2 separate regions of the Sus scrofa genome follow, and region 1 is linked to region 2. A link is a contact called in public Hi-C data. All regions are on one chromosome and are shown on one strand. Each heading gives the region's core, a stretch centred on a gene start, on an enhancer-like site or on the middle of the called end of the contact. The rest is flanking DNA. Distances are from core to core; before and after follow the strand shown. Region 1 holds the start of CAAP1 (caspase activity and apoptosis inhibitor 1). Region 2 holds the start of PLAA (phospholipase A-2-activating protein).

What was found. A called contact is a pair of places that touch in the nucleus more often than the background predicts.
Region 1: a Hi-C map of liver shows a contact between it and region 2, with 6 times the contacts expected there. The contact joins the promoter of CAAP1 here to the promoter of PLAA in region 2. A contact is called at or near these places in 1 of 5 promoter capture datasets (liver), 6 of 47 Hi-C or Micro-C datasets (alveolar macrophages, brain, heart right ventricle and 3 more) and 2 of 2 datasets of contacts at active chromatin or transcription factors (alveolar macrophages and skeletal muscle).

Annotation. Positions count from the first base shown.
Region 1 is chr1:196,226,744-196,231,288 of Sscrofa11.1, forward strand. CAAP1 (caspase activity and apoptosis inhibitor 1) reads left to right here and starts at 2,769. Exons shown (of 7, transcript XM_021062724.1): 1 at 2,769-3,181. The coding sequence starts at 2,876. LOC102163685 (a long non-coding RNA gene) reads right to left here and starts at 2,711. Exons shown (of 3, transcript XR_298010.3): 1 at 2,590-2,711.
Region 2 is chr1:196,173,532-196,178,157 of Sscrofa11.1, forward strand. PLAA (phospholipase A-2-activating protein) reads left to right here and starts at 2,473. Exons shown (of 12, transcript XM_021062719.1): 1 at 2,473-3,288. The coding sequence starts at 3,140. It overlaps IFT74 (intraflagellar transport protein 74 homolog), which reads right to left and starts at 349. Exons shown (of 19, transcript XM_013986009.2): 1 at 30-349.

The sequences.
Region 1 (4,545 bases), core at 1,519-4,018, 54 kb after region 2:
GTGAGTGGAGGCGGGGTTTTTTGAATAGTCTTGGAGGGTATCTTGCAGGAAACATGTGGCAGCAGAAAAAATGCTGTTCAGATCATGGAAGATCTTACATGTTTTATGCTGTGTAAATTAGTGCTCTAGGTTGCAAAAGATAGAAAGTAGCAGATCAGCTTAATGGAACAAAAATTTAATTGGCTCACTGATGAAAAACTACACCCCTAGGACTAAACTAGCAGCTATGAGATAATTTCCTTGTAGTTCATCACTTAAGGTCAAAGAGTGAATTTTTCTCCTGCTGTCTCTTTATAAAATTCCAGAGAATTTTACACTCTCTCTAGCCAATAATGCATACTATCCTTAGCCAGTCACTGTGCTTGATGCTCACTTGACTGCTGAAGAGTAGGTATGAAAATGACATATAAATCCCAGTCTCTGCCTACCCTCCCATATATTTGTTCTAGGACAGAAAAGCAGTCCTGCATTTGTTTGCAGATCTTTAAGTCCTTAACAGTATTTAGTACTGTGCCTCCTAAGCTCTATAATATTGAGTTGAACCCATATGAAACTGTCAACCTTCAACCAGTTTTGACCTACAATAAAGGCAATTTCATGTGGTTCAACCTAAATAGACAATGGCATCTCATTGACTCTAAAACCAACCTTCCAATGTCTCTGCCATATTCACACCATGAGTCAAAGCCATTCCCTGGTCTTTATGACCCCATTTAATCTTAATTACCTTTTTAAATGCTTTATCTCCAAATAGTTACATTCACAATTAGGACTTCTACATATAAATTTTGGAGGGACATAATTCAGTTCATAATAGAGGTTATAAACATAAAATGTTATTGATTTGACATATTTATTTTGTCTGTGAACATAATAATCCCACTCCTTTTAGGCATGGTACTGAATGAGGACAATATGGAAGCCTACTCAGAGCACAGTAGGCTTGGCCTCACCATTTACCTTAGAAAGCAAAGCTAGGGAGTGAAGTCAGCTGTTTTCCCAGGGGGCAGGGATTGATTGGTCCTGCAACCAAGTTTGGTTTAGGCACTTATTAAATAGTTGTTGAGTGACTGAGACAGGTAGGGAATGTGGTCAAAGAGGCTTCTCTTTTGAATTGCTATCACCTTAATGAAAGTTACAAAATTACTACCACACAGTGTTGCCCCAGCCCTAACTTTTTTCCTTCTATGGCTAAAGACCCCAGCTGATACCACCCCAGCCAAGACACCCCCCCCTTTTTAATCTTGATTCCTGATTTAAAACCTGGTTTGTGTTTAGATCTAAAATCCTATAGAGCAACTCACAAAACCTAACAATCATAAAACCATGACTTATCACCTATTTTCAAAAACTCACTCATTCTCTTCAGGTCCTTCATTCACTCTATGCAGGGAATACATAATTTCCAGAAATCCTCCCTAAATTCTATTCTTTTCCATTCCTGCTCTCACACATTTCACACCCTCCTTTTATCTTTCTTGTCTCAAATTCTTTCTAAAATTAGCCTAGAATCTCCTTAGTGGTCTCTCCACTCCTACAATCCTGTTTTCTTCTCCTTCAAAAAATTAAGACCTGCTGTGTTGTGAAAAGGCAATTTTTGAGGAAAGAAGGAAGAGAAGAAAGGTAGAAACGTGATATGCCAATAATGTTTTATTCCTGCTCCCCTTTCCCCAACATAGAGAATTTACATTTAGAAGGTTGCTATACTTATTTCAGTAGATAAATGGTTAAACCAGATCACTTGATGATGAGGAAATGTATTTCAATCAGTGGCAAGTATTCAACATTGTAAATCAAGAATCTAAGTTAAAACCCTAATATTATATATTAATACACATTAAAAATTTTTTTCAGTATATGGATGATTTTTAAAGTTGGCTCAGCACTTTTTTCCAAAGGAATTCGATTAAACAGGGAAAAGTAAGATGCTAAAATCCTTTTTTTTTTTTTTTTTTGTCTTTTTGCCACTTCTTGGGCTGCTCTGGCGGCATATGGAGGTTCCCAGGCTAGGGGTTGAATCCGAGCTGTGGATGCCGGCCTACACCAGAGCCGCAGCAATGTGGGATCCGAGCTGTATCTGCAACCTACACCACAGCTTATGGCAACTCCGGATCCTTAACTCACTGAGCAAGGCCAGGGATCGAACCGGCAACCTCATGGTTCCTAGTGGGATTCGTTAACCCTAGTGGGATTCGTTAACCCTAGTGGGATTCGTTAACTGAGCCACGACGGGAACTCCAAGATGCTAAAATCCTTTGATTAATTTCTTTTTTTCCCTTTTTGGATACAAAATAATGTAATTTTTAAAATTTTTTGCAGGATGTGATAGGCTAAACGCCAGTATCTGAATATTAAATTGATAAATAGAATTAATACTAGAGCTAAGGGCCTTTAAAAGTGAAATCATTGCCTAGAAATTAGTGTTAATAGGGAAAAACAAGGAAGATCTGATACTTGTACAATTCCCTAAAACACATTTAGAAAACAATCTCCCCAGGTGATATGATTTTCCCTAAACTTCTTTCTTGTTTTAATGTTTTAAAAATTGGAAAACAAGTGAAATTGGAGAATCAAAAACTACACCTTTACCGGGAAAGGACCTGCGGGAATGCTCCATCTTCTGTTCTTTGCAGAAGGAAAACTAGGAAACGCACCAAAACTGCTCAGCCGCCCTTAAACTCGAGCAGCCCTCCCCAGCAGGCGGAGACAGCGTGATTGGCCCCTGCCCCGCTTCCAGAAACACCTCCTGGCGTATGCGACTCGGCCGGAAGTGACGCCATAGCTGCGACGCCAGCGCTTACTCTGCTTGCTGCTGCAGATTTTCGGTGGTTCCGTAGACTGTGGGCTTCCCCTGGATGATTGCAGCAGAGGAATCATGACGGGGAAGAAGTCTTCCCGGGAAAAGCGGCGCAAACGAAGCGGTCAGGAGGCTGCGGCGGCGCTTGCGGCGCCAGAACTTGTCCCCGCCGTCGCCGGCAGCGGCAGTGGAAGCACCAGCGGCTGCGGTAGCGCAAGCGGCTGCGGGAGCGTCACCTGCTGTGGGAACACCAGCTTCAGTGGAAGTGTCACCGGCACTGGGAGCGGTGGTAGCTGCTGGGGTGGCAGCGGCGTGGAGCGCAGCGAGCGTCGGAAGCGGAGGAGCACTGACTCATCTTCCAGTGTTTCGGGCTCCCTGCAGCAGGTGCGTGAGCGCCCTTCTCGAAGCTCCTGCGTTTTCTTCGGAAGAAGGCGGGCGACGAATGTGGCGGCTGGATGCGGAGCCCGCCTTACCTTACTGTTAACTGCTGCGATCCTAAGGGGTCCCATGTGGTTCGTGTTTGAAATTCATGTTCCTAAGTTCTGATGAACTTCACACTACTACGTCTTGAACTTAAAGTTTCTGGGTTTGATCATCAACTTCATACTGCTTTTGCCCCCTTTCATTCATTGTCTCCCTGAAAAGTGTGAGTCAGGTCCTTTCAAGGTTCTTGCGAGCTGCGCTTTATTTCTCTCTTCTTCCACATTACAAGTTGAGAAAATTGAGACCCAAAGAGGTTTTAGGAAGTTTACTCAAAGTTACAATTTGTTAATAACGCTTACATCTGAAACCAGTATCTGATTATGAAAGCCATGTTCTTTATGGGCCATCGACCTGGCAAGATATTACCCTTTTTAAAAAAAGTTTGCTTATAATATAGAACAAATGCATGAATACACAATTTAAATATATACAGCACAGAAATAAAGGGAAAAGCGTGGAAATTTCTCTTTCAGCCTCCCTGTTAATAGTTTGATACGCAGTCTCTTCGTTAACTCTTGTCAGATATGTGTTTAAGTTCCTACACATAAGTTGTATTGTGATACTCCCTCTCTTGAATTGACTAATGTCACAGCATTGTTGGGATCGGGGTCTTTCTATATGCGGTACCTTAGTTTTTATTGACTGCATGATACTCCATTTCATTTTTATTGATGAATATTTCCAGTTTTCTTGCCTTACAGAAATAATATGAACATGAACAGCCTTGTGCAAGAATTACTTTAGGATAGACCGTCAGAAGTGAAATTGCTGGGACAAAGTTCATGCTTTTTTTTTTTTTTTTGCCCTCCATCCCCACCTCCCACCCATATGGAAGTTAAGGGGCCAGGGATAAACCCACATACAGCAGGCACTGGAGCCAGAGCAGGGACAACTGCTGGATCTTTAACCCACTGAGGCACCAGGGAACTCTGGCATCTTATTGTTTTTATTTTTCATTTGTTTTGTTATGTAAATTGTGTCTGCACATCCTCTATCCTTTTGTCTTTCTGGTATATTTAACTTTTTACTAAAAGTTCTGAATCTTTCTATGAAAAGTCTTGGTTTTAATCTTTTGTGTAAGGTATATTGCGAATGTTACCATAACTTTGTTTAGGGTGTATTGGAGATTTTGGTTTTTTTGTGGTCAAGACAAATACTATTTTTCTTTGCCTTCTGGATTTTGTGTGTGTTTTTAGAAACGGTTGAAGGGTATAAAACTATTTTGCATTTTCTTCGTATAGTTTTATTTTTTAAATTTTTATTGT
Region 2 (4,626 bases), core at 1,223-3,722:
GGAGGAGAGCTGGAATCGGGATTTCTCACCTCCGCCGAGGCTGAGAGGCGCGGAAGGAAGGGGGTCGCCCCGTTGAAGGGCGCGGAAGGCGGGGAATCGCACCGCTGAGGGTGCAGAAGTAAGGGGGTCGCACTGCCCTGGGGCACTCGAAGTTCTTTCCGATGCCTCCACCACCGCGGAGCCCACCAGTCGGGCCGCGAACCTCTTCGCTCACTCGAGATGTTCCTCTCACCCGTGAACAGCTTTCCTCTGCTCTCAAGGCCTCACTACAAGCTGCCTGCCGCCGGCCGCCGCGTATCCTGGCAACGGATACTCTTCCAGACTGGCCAGTCCTCCAACTCAGCGAAGCAAGCGAGACTGAAATGCTCTCGCGAGATTTTAGGACTAACGTTTCCCATATAGTTCAGCACTCTTGCAGAATAAAGGGAAAACTGCGAATTGGCTAGGAAGGAAATTTTTTATTTGAAAATCTTGGTTTTCTTTATAATCAGAGTAAGCTTTCTGATTGTGAGCCTGACTTGAACTCATTCCTAGCGAGTTTGACTATATCGCTGTATAGCCTCACTTGTAATACGCCAGAGTTTTTAGTAAGAATTACTTGGAAGTTATTCCGTGGTAGGCAGCATTGTACAGTCTTTCTACTTCTAATTGGTGGTAGTTTTTCTTCCCGTTAGGACTGCACATCATACTGATACAACATTAAGTATGGATGAGATTCTGGTACCGCACAGTCCCTAATTTCATTGAAAGCTTTATGTCTTTAGGCTTCCTTTCAGGCTTCTTTTGATCTAGGTTTGTGAGAAAGGCTAAATTAAATGCAAAGTGGTCTTAGAAGAATTATTTTTTAAAAATATATTGTGGGAGTTCCCATTGTGGCTCAGCGGAAACAAATCCGACTAGGAACCACGAGGTTTCAGGTTCCATCCCTGGCGTCGCTCAGTGGGTTAAGGATCCAATGTTGCCCTGAGCTGTGGTGTAGGTTGCAGATGCGCTTGGATCCCACGTTGCTGTGGCTCTGGTGTAGGCCAGCGGCTACAGCTCTGATTAGACCCTAGCCTGGGAACCTCCATGTGCCAGGGTGCGGTCCTAGAAAAGAAAAAAAAAAAATATATATATATATATATATGTATATATTGTAACTACTTCATCTTAAATCTCACCTCTCTAGTAAAGAAGTAACTTGCAGTTTATTTTCTTCCAGTCTTACTATAATAGCTTAAATGTGATTGGAGTTCTAATCATAACATACATACATATTGGACTATTTTTTTTTTTTTCTTTTTACCACCGTAGACTCTGGCCTAAGAAGTCACCAGGCTAAGGATCAAACATAATTAGTTGCAGCTGGGGCCAATGCCACAGCCACAATACTGGATCTGAGCCACACCTGTAACCTATGCCTCAGCTTGCTGCAACACTGACTCTTAACCCACTGAGAGACACCAGGTAAGGAACCTGCATCCTCATGGTCACTATGTTGGGTTCTTAACTCACTGAGCCATAATGGAAACTTTATAGTGGACTTCTAATATTTTTACATTATTTCCAACTTTCATAATTCTTTGTCCTGATCTATTCTTTTGTATGCTTGTCTTCAAGTAGTTTAAAATCAGTGTGATACAAAATGAAATGTCATTTGCCTATGTTATCCAAGCTTGTAAAATATTTTCATGTAATTATCCCATCTGAGCCCAGCATATCTGTAGTGGTAATTTGTTATCCTTTTGGTCACTGTGGTGAAGGGTGGTAGAATTGGCCACCTCAAAATATGTCACTTTGGTAAATAATTAGCTTGAGCTACAGGCAGTTGAAAAGAACCAGATACAAGAAAAGCTCTCCACCACTCCCCTACTTGTCTAAAAGCAGGACATAAATTTTCAAAGTTGTCCCTCCTTGTCTCTTAACAAGGATGGACTGACAGTCTTGAGACTGCATTGGAAGAATCTACATAGACTTTACTAACAAACCTTCATCTGTCCTTTGTTTCCCATATAGTTGCCATCCCATAATTTGCTGCCTCCAAAGATTTAAGGCCCTTTTCCATTTTTTATTGCTTGTGTACAAACTTATTGTCCCTTTGTCAAGATGCCATAAGCCCAAATTCTAGCCACCTCTTTGGGTTAATCATCTTTGAATATGAGATACACAAGTTAAAAACCTTGTTTTTTTGTTATTAATCTGTCTTTTGCTACAGAGCTCCAGCAGAAAAGTTAGAAGAGTAGAAAAAGATAATTCCTCCTCTACAGATTCTAATTATTACATGTATTGTCACACAGAAGCTACTGACTTTTTCCCTCAATGTGTTCATAGAGAAAAGTGACCCAGCATTTGTACTTGTATAGAGATGCGACAGCCTTGAGAGAAGCCTTTAAATCTTTGCGTTTACACGTAAAACTTCTTTTAAGTACCAAGAACCCAGTTTAATGTTCATAGAAGTTAAGACAAGCCATTGTTTCCGATTTGGCCCCAAGCTCTCTCATTTTAATTTAAAAACGTTTAGACTGTTAAAAACAAAACAAAAAAACCCAACACCCCGCAGACTACGTAGACATGGTTTGAGGAAACAGAAGTAAGACTGCCCCAACAATACACGCACAGCGAACTCATCACCCACGAACCAACACGCCGCCCCGCAGACGAAGATTTAAAACACCCTGCTTTCGCGCGCCTGGGGCCCACGCCCCAGTGTCGCGTGGCATTGTGGGATTTGTAGTCCCTGCCCACATCCGCCATCAGTATAAACAGATCAGCCAGGGCTCTGAGAGGACGCGGGCTCGGAAAAGACCCGGATTCCGGCAACGGGGCGGGACAGTGGCGTCTTTCTTTGCCCCCAGTCCAGAGCGTGGGAACCAAGCGAGCTTCAACTCTGTGTCGGCCTCAGCACGGGACGCACACTCTCTGCGTCATGTGGGTCTGAGGCCGATGATGAATTCCGGTGTGCGAGTCAGGGTTGCTGTGTCACTCGGCCCGCTCGGCGCGCCTACTTTCTCGCCGCCCTTCCGCACCGGCCCTCGGGCTCTTCCGGTCCCAGCGCTCTTCACCTGCAGGGCTTCTCCTGCCGCACACCGGGCCACTCCTGCAGACTGTTGTCGAGCTGTGCCCTGGTCCCGGGCGCCCTGGTCCCGGACCGGCTAGGGCCATGGCGAGCGGCGCCACCAGGTACCGGCTGAGCTGCTCGCTCCCAGGCCACGAGCTGGACGTGAGGGGCCTGGTATGCTGTCTCTATCCACCGGGGGCCTTTGTGTCCGTGTCCCGAGACCGCACCACCCGCCTCTGGGTCCCGGACAGGTGAGCACTGCGACGTCCGCTGTCCCCTCGGCTCTGTTGCAAAGCTTCCTGCCGCGTCTGGGAAGAGAGTGACCCTTCCCTGCCCTATCCTGCCCCTTTCCCTCTTCCCGGCCTTCTCTCCGGTTCGCGCTCCCCCGAAATACTGAGAACACTGGCAGTCTGGGCCAGTGTAAGAAACCACTCAGATTTAGGTTGAAAGAGCACCGAACTGGGGGAACAGAAACCTACTTTCTTAACTTGTCCATTAACGAGTGGGTGACCTTGGACGAAGCTGTTATTTTTTATGGCCTCAGTTTGTAAACAACGGTTTTTCATGTTTTTTTTTTTTCGATTTGAAAAAAATTTGATGACAGATGCACCCCTCTAAGTGAGGCATTGTGAAAGCATCTGGCATGTAATTGAACTAAGTCCTCCTCTTTCTCTAGAATTTGCTCTGTGTCTTCCCTCTAATTTAATATTTGAAAACCTTGTTTCCAAAAATTGTGTTCTAGAAAGCTGCATTGACTCCCTCCATGTTATCCGAGTCAGAGTTTGAGGTGTGTGGAAGGCTGAAAGGGATGAAACCCTTTAAATGGTTATGGATGTATCAAGATGTACGGTTTTCTTGAAAAGAGAAAGCTCATTGCCTTCAAAAGAGTGTCAGAAAAAGCAATCAAAAAAATGTTAGGAAACAGAGGATTAAGCTCCAGTCCGAATCAAGTTCAAGGGTTCAGGCCTGATTTTTCTGCTTGTAACTAGAATTTTAAGACCTGGAAGACAGATTTCAGTTCAGAAAGAGAAAAATGGAAGTGGGTTCCTTTACGTAGTAAGTCTCCTAACAGAGGTGTCACTCAGAGTTTGTGACCATCCATAAATTCAGAAGATAACTATTAAGTGCCTCATATTTGCTTTTTGATCCTGAAGAAGAATAAAAGAACAGACAAGTTCTCTGTGTTTTAGAGCTTGCCTAAAGTCTGGATCGAGGTGGATCAAAAACCAAGCAAATAAATTGTATATTGGCATCTGCACTGTGAAGAAAATAAATATATAGAATTGAGTGGAGAGAGACATTTTAAAGAAGGAAGCCTCTCAAAGGAAGTTTTCGTTTGTTTCTTTTGCTTGTTTGTTTTGAGATGACACCTAGATGGAGCTGGTCAAGGAGCAGGGAACTGGGTAGTAGAAGGAGCAAACACAAAAACCCTGGATTAAGAAAGGAAAGACCCTGTGTGCAGGAGGGAATGAGATGTGAGGTGAGGGCAGGTCTTAGAGGCTGGCGGAGGCCAGATAATACCATGGAAAGAGGACTGGGCAAGAGTTAGTGGGTGGAAGCCCTCCAAGAATTTCAAGCAGGGAGCAGCA